Regions from separate parts of the Capsicum annuum genome. Here region 1 is linked to region 2. Evidence: chromatin contacts called from public Hi-C data. All regions are on one chromosome and are shown on one strand. Each heading gives the region's core, a stretch centred on a gene start, on an enhancer-like site or on the middle of the called end of the contact. The rest is flanking DNA. Distances are from core to core; before and after follow the strand shown. Region 1 holds the start of LOC107845265 (protein LATE ELONGATED HYPOCOTYL). Region 2 overlaps LOC107845444 (putative pentatricopeptide repeat-containing protein At5g08490).

Region 1 (3,341 bases), core at 21-2,520, 47 kb before region 2:
AGGGGAAAACTAACTTTATTCCAGAAGTTGAATTTCTAACTTCATAAATAAACATTCACTATATATGATAATACATTTGTAACAGATATAGTGAAATTATTTCTATTATTTATTATTTATTAATAAATGTGCGAAGGACCCGCTTGGCCATAAAATTTTTCATTTTTCTCCGAAAAATTATTTCACTGTCGTGAAAATTAGGGTGTTTGGCCACGAGAATTTCAAATTTAATTTCAACTTTATTTGTTGTTACAAATGACCCTTTTTTTTTTTTTTAATTTTTATAAAAACACCTTATTAATTTCAACCAACCAAATGCCTAACTACCACATTGCTCACTTTTTTCTACTTCCATCGATAAAAGATCTCAAAATTGAAGACACCTTCAATTGTTTTCTTTGCAACACCAACAACAAAGACAACATTATTGTCTCTTCTCACGTTTGATATCTTGTAGGAAAATTAGTTAAGTGAAGGATTTTGATAGTTTTTAAAAATTAGGAATATAAAATTATATTTAAAAAAGTCTTTTCAAAAGTATAAATTTTTTTTCAAAAAGATATGATCAAATACAACTTTAACTTCAATTCTAATTCCAACTCCAACTCCAACTCTAACTCCAAATTTTTTAAATACTCATGACTAAATATCTATTAAATCAATAAGTATTGTTGAAGGGAGGGGAGTAGTACCAAAATTGCTGTGACCTGTGAGAAACAATAATATGAATTGAGATGGAGATAAAAAGAAGTTTAATGTTAAGTTTTGTTGACTATAGCATTTGGATTTCCTTTTTAAATTAAATAAACATTATTTCTACTTTTATAAAAAAAATAAACACTTGGAAGATTCGTGAACTTAATATTTTTTCAAAAAAGCAATAATCGCCAAGTGGCATTTTCATCAACCACATTTCCCTATTAACCAATTTTGACCTCACGAACTCCTTGGCAACAATAACACACGCGCTTCCCAAAAAGCCACGTCATCCATCGGGCCCCATATTGCTTACGTGGCAGCACTTTTCTTAACCTTTTTTCTTAACTCATGGAGTTAACTCACTAACTCAGTACCCAACTGGTCACACCGAATTTGTGGCTAAGATTACGATTTGCAACCCTTCCACTTTCTATCGTTTCGAAAAAGTGCAAGGCGGGACCCACTTTAATGGCCTTTGGACAAATCGTAAACATCCACGTGGATTTTTCCCCTTAGTATTTTGCTAGCCTCTAATTTATTTGTTATTTGTTCTGTATTTCTATTTATCGAAAAATAAATTTATTAGACGAAAACTAGTTAGTGGCTGAGATTTTTTTCCACATTTATTGAAAAATCAAAAACCTCTTAATTGTTGGTGCTTCTTCATCTTCAACTTTTCTTCTTTCTTCTTCTGCTGCTCTGTTGCTCTCTCATACTCTGTGTGCTTATTCTGCTATTTTGACTTGTTGATTGGTCGATCCGCGTCATTCTATTACAACAACAACATACCCAGTATATTAACCAAAAAAACTATGTGCGGTGGATGAGTTTTCACTTCATGCATGACCGAAGCTACTAGTGTCTTCTTACAATATGGCTTTCTTCGAAGGTACTTTTTCCGAATTTCTAGGGTTTTTGTGTTTTCTTTTTGAGATTTGATTTTTTTTTTCTTTTGACTGACTTTGAAGTTGATGCTGAATTGCTTAATTTTGTTAAAGGTTTAGGAATCATGCGGTTCGTTTTGGTGAGCAATTCTGGATAAGGAATTTTCTGTCTACTACGTCTATGCTGGTGGATTGTGATTTAATTTGAAGAATATTATTATTTGAGAAAAATGAAAATTAATTTAGCAGATAGTAGTATTTGCTATGAGTTTTAGAATCTGGAGAAAGGTCTGAGATATTTATGATTTTTAAAAATTATTTTTATTTAAATTAAGGTATTGCGATATGGAGAAACGCAGGTGGATCATTATACAATGTCTGTTTATTACATGTTGCTCTCTTTTGCAGTAGTGTTACATTATCAGGTTCGTTTGTACTACAACACCACGGATAAGCTATATTTGATAGTAACTGATGTTGTGGGGAGAATCGGAAGAAGAAGATTTGTTCTGTATCCCCTTTTTGTCCCTGAGGATTTGAAGCAACGCTAGCTACTACTTTTGGTCTTTTGATGGACCCTTATTCCTCTGGGGAGGAAATTGTCGTTAAGGTCACTTGTTTTTTGTGTATGACTTTTAACTTTGGTTGATAAGCTAGTTATTTATTCAAGTCTAATGATTGATGTTTTATTGCAGACAAGGAAACCTTATACCATCACTAAGCAACGTGAGCGATGGACGGAGGAGGAGCACAATAGGTTCCTAGAAGCTTTGAAACTCTATGGGCGTGCTTGGCAGCGCATAGAAGGTCAGTTTATGTTCCTCTTTCGGTTTATTTGTTGAAACTTGCACTATTAGCTTAAGTAATTTTCTGATAAATATCATTCCTGACAACTGCATATGCAGATAATCGGTTAGTGCACATGTTTGTGCCCCCATCAACTTAATCTGATAACTCTTGTGATGTTTCTTTTATCACTTGCAGCTCAATCTACTGAATATCTCGTCTTTCAGGAATTGGGTTCAACATTCTATCTGTTATACGTCGATGTATTCTCTTACCTTGAGGCTTTTATGTGGTAGTTTAGTTATTTTATTCTTTTGCTATTGTGCAGAACACATAGGAACAAAAACTGCTGTGCAGATCAGAAGTCATGCGCAAAAGTTTTTTACAAAGGTCATTAGCTACCTTTGATCTTATGCTTGATTATATCATTTACTTGATGGTTGCAGGATTTAATTTTATTATATCATTTACTTGATGGTTGCAGGATTTAATTTTAGTGTGCATTACACTTTATAGACATAGTTATCATTGTTTGCTGTCAGTGCGTACATATTATAAATAAATTGATAACTTCGTTGTGAGTCATATAAATAATAGTGGCGATGATATTCAAGTCTGTTTGCCACCTATGATAGAAAAACTTCCACATGCCTGACTCACAATTATTTGGATCAGGCACAACTGCAGAAGTGAATGTGTTGAGAGCATAATATAAATAGGAAATGTGAATGTGTCTCTCTCCTAAAAGCCTGAATCTTTTAAGTAGAGGTGAATTCTACTATTTCAGATGTTTTAGCCAATCCTCTTTGTTTGGATGTTTCTGTTCTACATTTTTTGAACCAGTAACAAAATTTTATACTGAAAAAAACCATATTTATAAGAAAGACGGAGAAAAATGAAAACAAAAATTGAATTACAGTCCTAACAGGAATCCAAAACTTCTAGGCTTGTTTTTGCATCCTCAAATAAATC
Region 2 (3,246 bases), core at 599-3,098:
CCTTATTGTTTCTGCTTTATTGCAAAATCCAGCAGCACATGCTGCAGCAAGTTTTGCTGCTAGCTTTTGGCCGTATGCAAATATGGAAACTCCAACGGATTCTCCAACAGGTAACACCGCAAGCCAGATTAACTCAGCTCCTAGTATGGCAGCAATTGCTGCTGCTACAGTAGCAGCTGCAACTGCATGGTGGGCAGCCCATGGACTCCTACCAGTGTGCTCTCAATTTCAAAGCAGCTTTACCTGTGTTCCTACATCAGCAACATCAATGCAAGTGGATGCCTGTCAACCTAGAGTAGGCAAGAATGAGGGAATAGAAGGAATTCATAATTCTCCCCATGCTCAGCAACCCATCCCAGACTGCTCTGAAGCTTTGCAAGAACAACAATCAGCTTCTAAGTTGCCAGCGTCACCATCATCAGAGTCGGAGGAGAGTGAAGATAGAAAGCTAAAAACTGGGTTAACAGCTACTGATACTGAGCAAGGAGCGGCAGCCGCTGAAATTAATGAGCCAAACACAGAGAAGGGCAGGAAACAGGTAGATCGTTCTTCCTGTGGATCCAACACCCCTTCAAGTAGTGAAATTGAGACAGATGCTTTGGAGAAGGATGAGAAAGATAAAGAAGAGCCTCAAGAATCTAATACTATCCTTATAACCGGTGAAGCTGTGAATCGGCGTGGTAGAAATTTCATCAGTCCAACTGAATCTTGGAAAGAAGTCTCTGAAGAGGTAATGAAAGCATTAGTTCTTGTAAGTCCTTCAGTAACCTTTTCCTTTTCCTGCTTTAATGATTTCTGCTTCTCACCTTTTCCACAGGGGCGGATAGCTTTCCAGGCTCTTTTCACCAGAGAAGTGTTGCCTCAAAGTTTTTCTCCTTCACTTGAACTGAAAAATAAGGGAAAGATCATTCTTGAAAAGTTAAAGCAAAAGCCAGATGAGAAAGTGCAATGTGGATCGCAGTTAGACCTTAATGATCAGGCATCCAATAACTTTTTCAGTCACCAAACAATGTCAGACTACGTGTTCTTAACTGGCAACAAAGAAGATGTTGAAAAATGCCTACCGGTGATGGAACTTGGACAAGTAAGGTTGAAAGCTCGCCGTAATGGATTTAAACCTTACAAGAGGTGCTCATTGGAGGCAAATGATGGCAGGATGACAAGTGCAAGCTGTCAGGATGAAGAGAAAGGCTCGAAAAGACTTCGGTTGGAAGGAGAAGCTTCTACGTAGAGCACTATCTCTCCTGTTCATTATCTTTTTCCCAGTTACATTGTCTAGTTCTAATGTACACGAAACTTGTCGTGAAGGTGTGTACCATATTATTTTTATGTTCTGTTTTAATTGGAGTTATATGCAAAGGGACTTTGAAGAATGAAGAACTTAAATATGGATGTTCAACAATCATAGCAAATTGAATGGACCTTGATTGGACCAGTTTCTCTGCAGAATTAACGTGTGAGATACTCATAACAAATTTCATTTGTTGTTCTGTGCTCTTTTAGGGGTTTTTGGGGATAATTGAACCTCTCTTTATAAACCATGTAGTTCCTAGTTAATTTTCTTTTAAAAAATATTCATATTTTTATTGCTAATCAGATTTAAATACGAATATATTTATCACAATCCACAAGGAAAAGCTTTTCAAATCTTGTAAAAGATGTTGAATACTTCTCTGGTGCCTCATACTTACTATATATTTTTGGGTCATTTGCACTTTGCCTCTATTTTGTGCTAGCCTTTAATGTTTGCCGCTCCAGGTAAATTATTTTTGCATGACATAAGTTTATATCTCATAAGTTAAGGGTTCACTGTTGGACAAGTTTGCAATGCTGTTAAGACTTGGTTTATACGTTCATTATAAATTTGCAATAGAATTCATGTAAAAGGACAGTCCGGTGCACCACTCACTATGCAATGGAATTCATGTCTTTTAAAATTCATCCATATTCATGAATGTTGTCATCAAGTCTTCACAAATTGGTCACACTCTTGACTAACGATTGTAATTATTTTCGGCAAACAGCCAAATGTGCAACTTTTCCTTTTTTCTTTCTTCACCTCTTGCATCTCTTCTGCTTGATTCTTTGGGTCTTTCCTCCTTATTTCATTCATTGCATGTCTAGCATAAAAAAGAGAACAAATATATGAGGGATACCACCATATTATAATTAAAACTCAATAATTCAAGTATGAAAAAGGGGGAGAAATAAGCATATCATTACGAATACTAGATATCGCTCAACTACCTACTAACCTTCTACCTAAACCTCAACCTTCATATCTTCCTCTCTAGGGTCATCAAAGAAATTAATGTCTTAAGAGTCCATAAAGAAAATGAAATGGAGGTCAAGGATATAAAACAATCAGGCAGGGTTCCAAAGAAAAACATAAGAACGTTTGCCATCAAACTGAAAAGCTCCTAAGAGTTTCTTGCTTCTGCAGATAACATGTTGGTCCAGAAGAGGCTCGGGAACTACATGACGTGAAACTGTTAGTTCAGTACCAATATAGATATCAAAATTCTCTATATATGGCATGTATAAAATACAACGGAAATAAACTAATACCAGAGTACATTTGCTCCGTGCCTTAATCTAACTCACGATCAAATTGCAGATATAGCTCATTTACTAGAAGTCTAGAACATTTATAGTTGCTGCACCCTCATAATTCATACACAATTTAAATCACTTAAGACCTTTTATTACATCCAGATGTTTATTTCGTCTTTTTGGCGTGGATCTTGGGAACTCTTAGCTAAACAAGGAGATGGATAAACCCAACTATGCATAAAGAGATGCATATCAAGGTGGTCGGAAAGACACTAGAACAGAATTTATTTCAATCTAAGTTGTAGGAAGTACTGGAAGCCTACCCATGTACATCTTCAAACTCAGTGAAGATTACTTCAATGAGACTTGAAACCAGGAGGCAGCTTTCAGAAAACAGATTAAGTTAGATGTTCCTTCGTGTCATCAATGCACCTATCAACGCAGGTGATGAATATTAAATACCTTACTTGCATATTCATTGCACTATTACAGTAATATAGAAAGATAATCATCTTCACCTGCCAGCCAATTTCTGTTCTTGTTTAGATAGACAATTCCAAAACTCGGTAGCTTTTGTATGTGAAATGCATAGTCTTCAATCTGCAGTCAAATTTTCATTATGAAATAAGTGAAAATGGGATAACCTTTACCAAATAATTACATTCAAGAGTTTATACTATGTGTTTGATTCGT

Evidence for each region. Hi-C and Micro-C count contacts between places; a contact is called where the count stands out from the background.
Region 1: a Hi-C map of pericarp shows a contact between it and region 2, with 2.8 times the contacts expected there. The contact joins the promoter of LOC107845265 here to the enhancer-like site in region 2. A contact is called at or near these places in 3 of 5 Hi-C or Micro-C datasets (leaf, pericarp and placenta).

Annotation. Positions count from the first base shown.
Region 1 is chr10:92,185,175-92,188,515 of UCD10Xv1.1, reverse strand. LOC107845265 (protein LATE ELONGATED HYPOCOTYL) reads left to right here and starts at 1,270. Exons shown (of 8, transcript XM_016689487.2): 1 at 1,270-1,588; 2 at 1,698-1,723; 3 at 1,992-2,193; 4 at 2,279-2,390; 5 at 2,698-2,759. The coding sequence starts at 2,155.
Region 2 is chr10:92,138,728-92,141,973 of UCD10Xv1.1, reverse strand. LOC107845444 (putative pentatricopeptide repeat-containing protein At5g08490) reads right to left here. Exons shown (of 4, transcript XM_047398062.1): 3 at 3,072-3,153; 4 at 1,829-2,120. It overlaps LOC107845265 (protein LATE ELONGATED HYPOCOTYL), which reads left to right. Exons shown (of 8, transcript XM_016689487.2): 7 at 1-730; 8 at 818-1,449. The coding sequence ends at 1,231. Among protein-coding and RNA genes, the nearest start is that of LOC107845444, 7.3 kb to the right of the region's middle. Within about 2 kb of position 1,848, at least 4 of the 5 cell types and tissues checked have an H3K27ac peak or open chromatin away from gene starts, as enhancers often do. A contact at or near this core is called in leaf and pericarp, where this site is marked.